Regions from separate parts of the Mus musculus genome. Here region 2 is linked to region 1. The links are chromatin contacts, called in public HiChIP or PLAC-seq maps. All regions are on one chromosome and are shown on one strand. Each heading gives the region's core, a stretch centred on a gene start, on an enhancer-like site or on the middle of the called end of the contact. The rest is flanking DNA. Distances are from core to core; before and after follow the strand shown.

Region 1 (4,433 bases), core at 1,222-3,721:
ACCCTCCCGTTTTAGCCTCCAGGGTGCAGGGATTACAGGTGAGTCTGCCACCCAGCTCAGAGCTTGGTGCTGCTGAAGAAGCTATAGAAATATTCATTGGTGTACTGCACACAGCCATCCTTGCGCTCACAAGCACCACCACGTCCCTCAGTTTTGCAGATGGGAAAATGCTGAGAAACAGCTTGCCCAAAGGGGATGCGACTTGAACGGAGGACTTTGTCTTCAGGAAGCTGTGATCCTCAGGCTGCCATTATTCTGTGTCCCTGTCCACCTCTGAGTAGAAGTATTTAGGTACAGGACTGGGAGAAGTGTCTAGAAAGTGGCTTCATGGGGGTTGGAGAGATGGCTCAGTGGTTAAGAGCACTGCTCTTCTGAAGGTCCTGAGTTCAAATCCCAGCAACCACATGATGGCTCACAACCATCCATAATGAGATCTGACACCCTCTTCTGGTGTGTTTGAAGATAGCTACAGTGTACTTAGATATAATAATAAATAAATAAATATTTTTTAAAAAAAGAAAGTGGCTTCATATGGGACGGATGTAACCTGTGGGTGGCAGCAGTCATATGCTCCCGGGGCCTGTGTGTCCATTTCCTATGATACAGGCTTCTGTAGCCTCAGTCTCCCTGTCTGTAAGATGGGAACAGGAAAAGCCCTCTCTGTGGTAGTTTGTTTTTTAAAGGCCCTTTGTGTACTTGAGATGCCATGTCAATCTATGTGTCTGCCCCCACTTCACTGTGATGCGAATGTACCCATGTCACCTTATCTTCTGGGATGCTTCTGAGGAGACCTGCTCTCTGGGAGTTTCTGCCATTTCCTTGCAGAGCTGGAACTGGCTCTGAAGCCAGCTATGCCTTTCAGAGCATGCAGGGTTAGTTCCAGGGACAGAGGCTGGAATGTTGGAAATTCAAATGAGTTGCATGAACACCTTTTATTTTTGTTCCGAACATCCGAGTCTCCCTGTGGGGACTCCTCTGCCCAGAGTGGTTCCTCCCCTTGTGCAGGAGAAGATGTGAGAGCCCCTGGGGACAGGATGAAGCAAGGTTATCACCCTTTCACCCACCAAAAATAGCAAGGACCAGGGTGTCAGCCCTACAGAGGGGATGTGGGGGGGAGCCTTTGAACCAGGAGATACATAGGAGCTAAGGCTGAGTCTGTTAATGTTCAGGAGGGTGGCAGCAGGTGGTCCTGGGTTTTCTTTGCCTCCAGAAAGGCTGATTCCACCAGCCCAGATCAGCAGTGCCAGGGCCTGGGTAGCGAGGCCAGAGGTTAGCTCATAACCTGCTGTGTGACACTGGGTAACCCATCCTTTCAGGGTTTCCATCGTTCCTTCCGCAGCCCGGTCATCTGTGGCATGATCACTTACAGTTCCTTCCTTCGCAGCGTCCCAGGGATTCATGCCCTGAAAGACTTGAATACTGTCTTGTTGCAGTTCTTCTTTAGAGTGGGGTTCGGGCCTGGTCAGTTTGTGACCTGGGCTGAGATCATTAAAAAGCAGCAAGAATATTTGGTTGTGAAGATGGTGGGTTTCCTACAGCTCCGTCCTGGGGGAGCTGCTTTAGGGAGGGAGAGGCTGTGAGCACAGATACAGCCATGAAGCCTTCATGGCCAGGGACAGATGGATATTTAGCCATCAGGGCAGTCCAGGCACAGACCTATGTAAGCATTTGGATATGGGAGCTAGTGGCTATCTGCTAACTCTGTTTTTGTTTGTTTGTCCAGTTGTTTTGCCCCACTCCATCCCAGCCACACCTCCCACAATCCTTCTTCCCCATCCCCCTCTCCTCATAACTGCTAACTTTTTTTTTTTTTTCGAAAATGGCTAACTTTTATGTTCTAGGGTAAGAAGAGATTTGGGGTCCTGGGCCCATGGCCAGGGCAACAGAAAGTGAAGTATTTGAAAGGACAGAGCCTCCTTATTCACTGGTATGAAATCATGTCACCATTTTGACAATCTGTGTGACTATATGAAGACTCGGTGTCCCATCGGCCTGCTTATGGGGAGGGCAGGTCAGAACGGCTGCTGAGCCTTGGAACTGGTTCCTAGTCGTCAGAAAAAGGCCTTTTCTTAGAATGGAGACAGGCTGTTGTCCTTACTTGGCCAGTCTCCCACCCTCTTGCCTGCCCTGGGGCGGTAGGAAAATGGCTTTCTCACCAGGGCACTCCTCGTGCCTTTCCTCACAGGACCCCTTGGCTTTACTAAGAAAGGAGCTTACTTACCAGCTGCCAAACCCCAGGCCAGGTGGCCTCAGCTCCACTTCCCCTCCCAGCACGACTGTCCCCCTCTGCCACATACCTCATACACTAAGCAAGGATGTTTCTGTTTCTTATCTTCATCTCAGAAAGCAAACCTTGTCATGGAGTTAGAAGGTCGAGGGGCAGTGGGGGCAGTGAGGGGGACCCTGAACTCTTGGTGTGTGTGATGGTGGTGGTGGTGGTGCTAGCCGCCAGACTTCCCTGTGCAGCAATTTCGGTTTCTATTTTAAACAGTTTGGGTTGGTTGCTTCCCTGCCTTCCTGCTGGGTGTTTATAGTGAGGAAAATAATTGGTAATATTTGCACAGATGTGCCGGCACTGCAGCTCATCACAGGCACCTTTACCCAGGGGACTGCCCCAGCCCCAGCCCCCCAGTCTCTCTGCCAGTCAGAGGAACCAGCCGACAGCCCTGGGCCTCGGGCAGGAGGCGCAAGCAGGGCTGAGAAGCAGGAGGACTGAAGTGCCCCAGGCATGCCAGAGGCAGGACTCATCCAGAGTGGGGGAGAGTGGTTGCCTGTGCTCCAAGGACTCTAGGACAAGCCCAGGCTCCACACAACAGGCCCTTCCCAGGAGGAGGAAGCCCCCAGAGCCATTTCTCACCCCATCATCTTTGGTAGACCCTGAATTTGTATCTGAGGGTAGGGATGGAAGGGAGAAGGCTGTGTGGAGGATGGGGTGGGGGTGGGGCGGGGAAGACTAGAGTTAGAAGCAGCAAATCAAACTAGTAAGAGTGGTGTATGTCTATATGAGGCAGCCTGAGAGACAGACTGAGACTCCATCTTAAGAAAGAAGGGAAGAGAGCTTGGTAGTGTTTGCCTTTAAGCCTTTAATCCCAGTACCGGGAGGCAGAGGCCAGCCTGGTCTGCAGAGTTGAGTTCTAGAATAGCCAGGGTCTTGAAACCCCTCAAAAAGGGCAGGGGTTGGAGAAAAAGAAAAAAGAGAAAGAAGGGAAGAGAGAAAGGAAAGGAGGAAACAAGGGATGGAGGATACTGGAAGCCATTTGTCTCTATTTCCTTCTTCTCAAGGCCCACAAGCATACTGAAAGACAGGGAAGGGAGTAGATGTTGTCTGGGCTGTGAGGCAGCCTGCCTAGTTAGGCCTGGGGTCTTGAGCCAGCCTAGAGAAGGAATGGGGGGGGGGCGTGGAGCTGGGTGAGAGTCCTCAGCATCCTTCTTGGTCTCTTGAGTATTCACGTGCTGCATGCAGTCTGCATGGTGCACAGCTGGGCCTGTTTGTAGGAGTGTATATATGCAAATATGTGCACACATGGATATGAATGTGCATGTGTGTGTGAGGGTTTGGGTTTCTTCGAAGCTAACCCTGAGAAACATCCAATGGGGAGCCATTTCAGCCAGTGCAGAAGGGCAATGGGAAAGAGGGAAGCAGCTAGTGAGGGCCACTGGTTACCAATGAACTGCTTCAGTGAAAGGTAGAAAGAGGTCCTACTGGGGACCCCAGGAACTAGGGGCAATACACCTAGTCTCCAACCCAAGGGGCAAGACATCAAAGCTATTCACCCACCCTGGCTCAGTGCCCTATCTTGTGTCAACCCTGAAGAGCACTCTGGTTCTACCCTGGATTGGTCAGACTGTTTATCTGGACTGCCTGGCAGCCTGGCCTCTCCCTATTCCCAGACCGGCCAACTCCCTTCCACAAATAATCCCCACATGCTAATTTCTCATCTAAGGTTGTGCCCAGAGCCCTGTCATATATATGGATGCCCATAGCGGGTAGGATATGTGTGGCATACTTCCCCAGTACCTTCTAGACACAGTGACTTTGAGGCCAGGCCAGTTCCTCTGCTAAAGGCCGAGGACAGAGAGGATATCAGGAATTTAGCACTGAGGCTGGAACCTGAGGCATGGGTGACTTCCTCTCCACACTTCCCCGAAACAGCTCTGGGAACAGAAGATGTGGGGGATCCCAAAATGGACAGCTGAGCAATGGGACCACTGGCACGCCTTACCCTGCCTATGTCTATCTCCTGGGAGCTCCAGGCAGCCGTGTAGAGTGCACACTGTTCCCCCTCTCTCCCTGACGGCCAAGGCTCTTATACCCGGGAGAGCTTTTTCTGCAGGCTGCTGTCTTGCCTTACCTTGCTTTGCGTAAGTCAAATGCAATCCATCAACCTTCATCCCAGCTTTCCCGGGCGAGCAGCCTACAGGCCGCAGTGGCC
Region 2 (3,791 bases), core at 852-3,351, 78 kb after region 1:
TGAGGAACTGTATTAAAGGGTCACGGCACTCGGAAGGTTAGAACTACTGTTCTAGGAGATGCTCCAGAGCTCTCTGGGCGTTGTTCCCACTGAGTCACACCTTGGCAAGTCTGGTGGGAATCTGCGGCGGCCACCGCAGGCTGCCGACACTGAGTACACCACAGGGAGACAGCTGCACGAGCCAGATGTGCTTCCTGTCGCCCTCGCACAGACATGACATGACTTATAGCTATGGAGCCAAAGGCCTCACCGCACCCTAGACAGAAGCCAAAGGGACCGGAGGCTTTGTGTGCCAAAGATACAGCCTGAAGAGGAGGGAGGTTATGGCCAGGGAGTGTTTCATAGGTCAGCTGGACGTGAGGCTACATCAGCAGCCAGTCCCAGAGGCTTATGACAGCTGACTTCCAGAAGGTGTGAGCTCCAACCTTTCTCTGGAACTGCCTACCTGGGATAGGGCACTCCAGTGTCCTTCACAAAAAAACGAAACCAAGCCAGCTACTGCTCCTCTTTCTGTCACTTTTGGAGACCAGGGTACTAGAGTGTTAAATGGTCCTATTCAAATTAAAAAAAAAATGGCACTCGTCCCCCATAAAGACACTTATATAAATAAGTGTCCCTGAGTGCTAGGCATGGTGGTGTATACCTGTAATCTCAGAATCTGGGAGGGAGAGACAGGAGGATCAGAAGTTCCGGGTCACCCTCAACTACACAGAGTACAAGCACTGCCGGGACTATATGAGACACGGTCTCAAAAAATAAAGAGGGAAGAAAAACTGCTGATCACTGAGTTCTAGGCATTTACTCAAATCCCCTATCTGTGACTCCAGGCCCCTGTCAGCTCCCATGGCTGCAACCTTCCTTCCTCACCAAGGATAGCGATACTAATGCCAATAGAACTCCTTTGAAAGGCTGTGAGGATTCTCTCACTCTGTGACAGCTGAGGACACAGAGGCCCTGTGAAGGATCCAAAGTCAACGAACTGCAAAGGAGGTAGGGAGCTGCAAACCCAACTAAAAGTCAAACTGTAAGTAACGACTACTTCTCAAAGTGACATCCTCCCCCAGAGGTTCTGGGGGCATCTGTCTCTCTGGTGCTCGGCTTCCCAGGCTGTAAAGCCTACTGGGAGGGATTGAGACCAACAAAACTCCAGCAGACGGACAGAATAGGAGAAAGAATCAACATCACATCTCATGAGTCCTCTGAACTAAACCTCCGGGAGGTGGGCTCTCAAATGTCTGCTTAGCCCCAGCCTCCGTCCCAAACCCTCTCTGGATTCCTAAAGTTTATGTTGTCCTTACAAGTCCATGATCTCTGTCTGTCCATTATGCCCAAACATCCCCTTAGAATCCCAGTGGTTCATGCTCACAGAGACCTGGAGGGACCTAGTTGGATCCGTTCAGTCTCTACATTTACAGCAGAGTTAATGACACTGACAATTTACAGTGGTTAATGACACAGCCACTAAGGAACTTTCTCTTTGTTCTCCCTTTGCCACTAACCAGTGACTTGAGAGTCACTTCCCTTGGTTGGGAAACACAAGAATCTCGTGACCATTCATTGCTCAGATACGCTGAGGATCCCTCATCAAATCATGACTTTTATACTTTGATCTGCCTGGCAGAGGAACGGGGATGCATGGGGTGCAGGAAGCAGCGTGGTGTGTTTCTCTCACACTGAGAACAGACTGCCGCAGCTGGCCTGCCCTCCCGCTTTCTGATCTGGTACACCCAGTTTCTCTGCCGCATTCAAGACCAGCAGCCATCTGTTTTGCCTGCCAACTTCCTTAGTGGCCTGACCCTCTGGCAGTCAGAGTTAAGCTAATCCCTTCACCTGCTGGCTGCTTTGCTGGGGCATATGGTTTGTGGAGAGGGGCCTGCCAGAGAGAGCACGATATTTTTCCTCTCAGAGACCCTGGAGAGGAGGATGGTAATGCTGGCATGCCAAGCCTGCTCCAGAATCTATGCCTTCACTGTCCATGGGGACAAGTACTTGTGTGTGCTCTGTGACCACTGAGGGCAACGAGCAGACAGATCAGGGACAGCGGAAGCTCTGGCCTCTCACATGTGTCATTCATTCTCTGGTGGGACCCTCACTTATGCAAGCTCCTTGGTTCCTCCGGGTCTTTTCAGCAACCAAATCCCTGGTCTGGAGAACATGGTAGGTTCCTATGGCAATGGGCCTTTTAGCTGTTTCCATAGCAACGAACACTCAGACCATCTAGTTGCTAGTCAACTGACAGCTGTAAGTGAATCGGATTCAGTTTATAAGCTGAAGGTTAGGCCCGGGGCTCCTCTGGAGAGGACTCCTCTCAAAGCTTCCAGTCGATATTTGGGGGACCCACAGCCACTTTCTACCTTGAATCACACCGCAATATCCATCCACATTCCCAACACACACCACTGATCATCCTGGCCTTTCAGCAAGCCCTCAGGGCTTCTCTGGAGGAAGCGCTTATTCTGAATAACACCCTACTGACTCTGTGGCAGTGTTGCTCCTAGGTACCACAACTTTGTCCCTAAACCAACCCACTGTGGGGGCACTGTTCTTGGATTCTCTAAAGAAAATGGTTATCCACGACTGTATTTCTTTAATTGACCTTACCCACTTAGTCCTTTCCTATGCCTGGGGCATTCTCAGGAATAACTCTGCTTTATCTGTGAATCGTGTCATATTTCTTTCTTCTTTCCTTCCCACCTTCCCTCCTTAGACAAGATCTCAGGTAGCCTAGTCTGGCCTTGAACTTGCTGTAGCCAAGGATGACCTTAAATTTATCCTCCAGCCTTTACGGCCTAGTGCTGGGACCATGGGCATTTGCTGCCAGGCTCAGATAATTACTTATTAGTGTGCATTTGATGAGGATATCAGTTTGTCATTTTCCTTGTATGGCAGTGACAACCTTGGATGTCAGTCCAAGTTTAAGACAGGAATTTGTTTGCCACCCCATACAGCAGGCAAGCTGATGCATCCAGATTTCACCCCCCCCCCCAATTTTATTTCTTTTAGGCCTATGGGTGTTTCGCCTGCATGTAAGTCTGCTGCTGTTCAGGCTCCGCGTCTCTGTCCACCTTGGGTGACCAGAGTGGCTTCAGATCAGGCAGTTATGAGTGCAGCAAGAACAGACTCTTGGGAGACAGCTCCAATGGGGGAACAAAGGCTGCTACGCAACCTTTGGGGCGTGGGTAGGGGCTTTTGGAGTGAATGTACATCATTGGCCTGGGGCAGGGTGCTGGGGTCTCATTTGCATAAGGAGGAATTCCAGGTACCGATGGACATGACCTTATAAGGGAGAGGAAGCTTGACCTGGCTACTTGGCTGTGTAGCCTCCTCCAGGGGGCAAAGGCGGTGTGTGTGTGTGTGTGTGTGTGTGTGTGTGTGTGTCCCAAGCTTCATGCTCCAGGACAGGAAGGCTCAGAGCAGGGGTGAGGGTGGGGGGACGTGGGGGTGCAGAGACCTTACTCCTGCCAATCTCAGGATCAGATTTCTGGGGTTTGGACACACCTTTACCCCACTTTTGCTTTGCCACAGTTCCTACCCTCGATTCATGGCTCCCCAGTCCCAAATAAGTCCGTGTATCATGTGTATGCCATGCCCGAAGAGGGTGTCTGACCCCCTGGAAGTGCAGTTACAGGGAGCTATGAGCCACCATGTGGGTGCTGAAAACTGAACCCCAGTCCTCTGGAAGAGCAGCCAATGTACTTAACCACTGAGCCATCTCTTCAGCCCCACATCTCGCTTTGTTAGTGGGTTCTGGGGAGACCTTTTATCCTTTAAGCCTCATCTCCAGCCCTGTT

The links. HiChIP or PLAC-seq counts read pairs in DNA pulled down with a chosen protein or histone mark.
Region 2: a RAD21 HiChIP or PLAC-seq map of pro-B cells shows a contact between it and region 1, with 10 times the contacts expected there. The contact joins two enhancer-like sites. A contact is called at or near these places in 1 of 39 promoter capture datasets (embryonic stem cells), 7 of 15 datasets of contacts at CTCF or cohesin (CD8 T cells, the G1E-ER4 cell line, embryonic stem cells and 3 more), 112 of 484 Hi-C or Micro-C datasets (3T3-L1-derived adipocytes, the 63-12 cell line, the AML12 cell line and 48 more), 32 of 115 datasets of contacts at active chromatin or transcription factors (the 230-238 cell line, DN3 thymocytes, the HPC-7 cell line and 16 more) and 4 of 9 other capture datasets (adipose tissue, embryonic stem cells, liver and 1 more).

The regions. Positions count from the first base shown.
Region 1 is chr12:84,672,735-84,677,167 of GRCm38.p6, forward strand. No RefSeq gene overlaps it. Among named protein-coding and RNA genes, the nearest start is that of Syndig1l, 24 kb to the right of the region's middle. Within about 2 kb of position 2,472, at least 80 of the 459 cell types and tissues checked have an H3K27ac peak or open chromatin away from gene starts, as enhancers often do. A contact at or near this core is called in the 63-12 cell line, Kupffer cells, Th1 cells and 9 more, where this site is marked.
Region 2 is chr12:84,750,685-84,754,475 of GRCm38.p6, forward strand. No RefSeq gene overlaps it. Among named protein-coding and RNA genes, the nearest start is that of Npc2, 21 kb to the right of the region's middle. Within about 2 kb of position 2,102, at least 120 of the 459 cell types and tissues checked have an H3K27ac peak or open chromatin away from gene starts, as enhancers often do. A contact at or near this core is called in the 63-12 cell line, Kupffer cells, Th1 cells and 9 more, where this site is marked.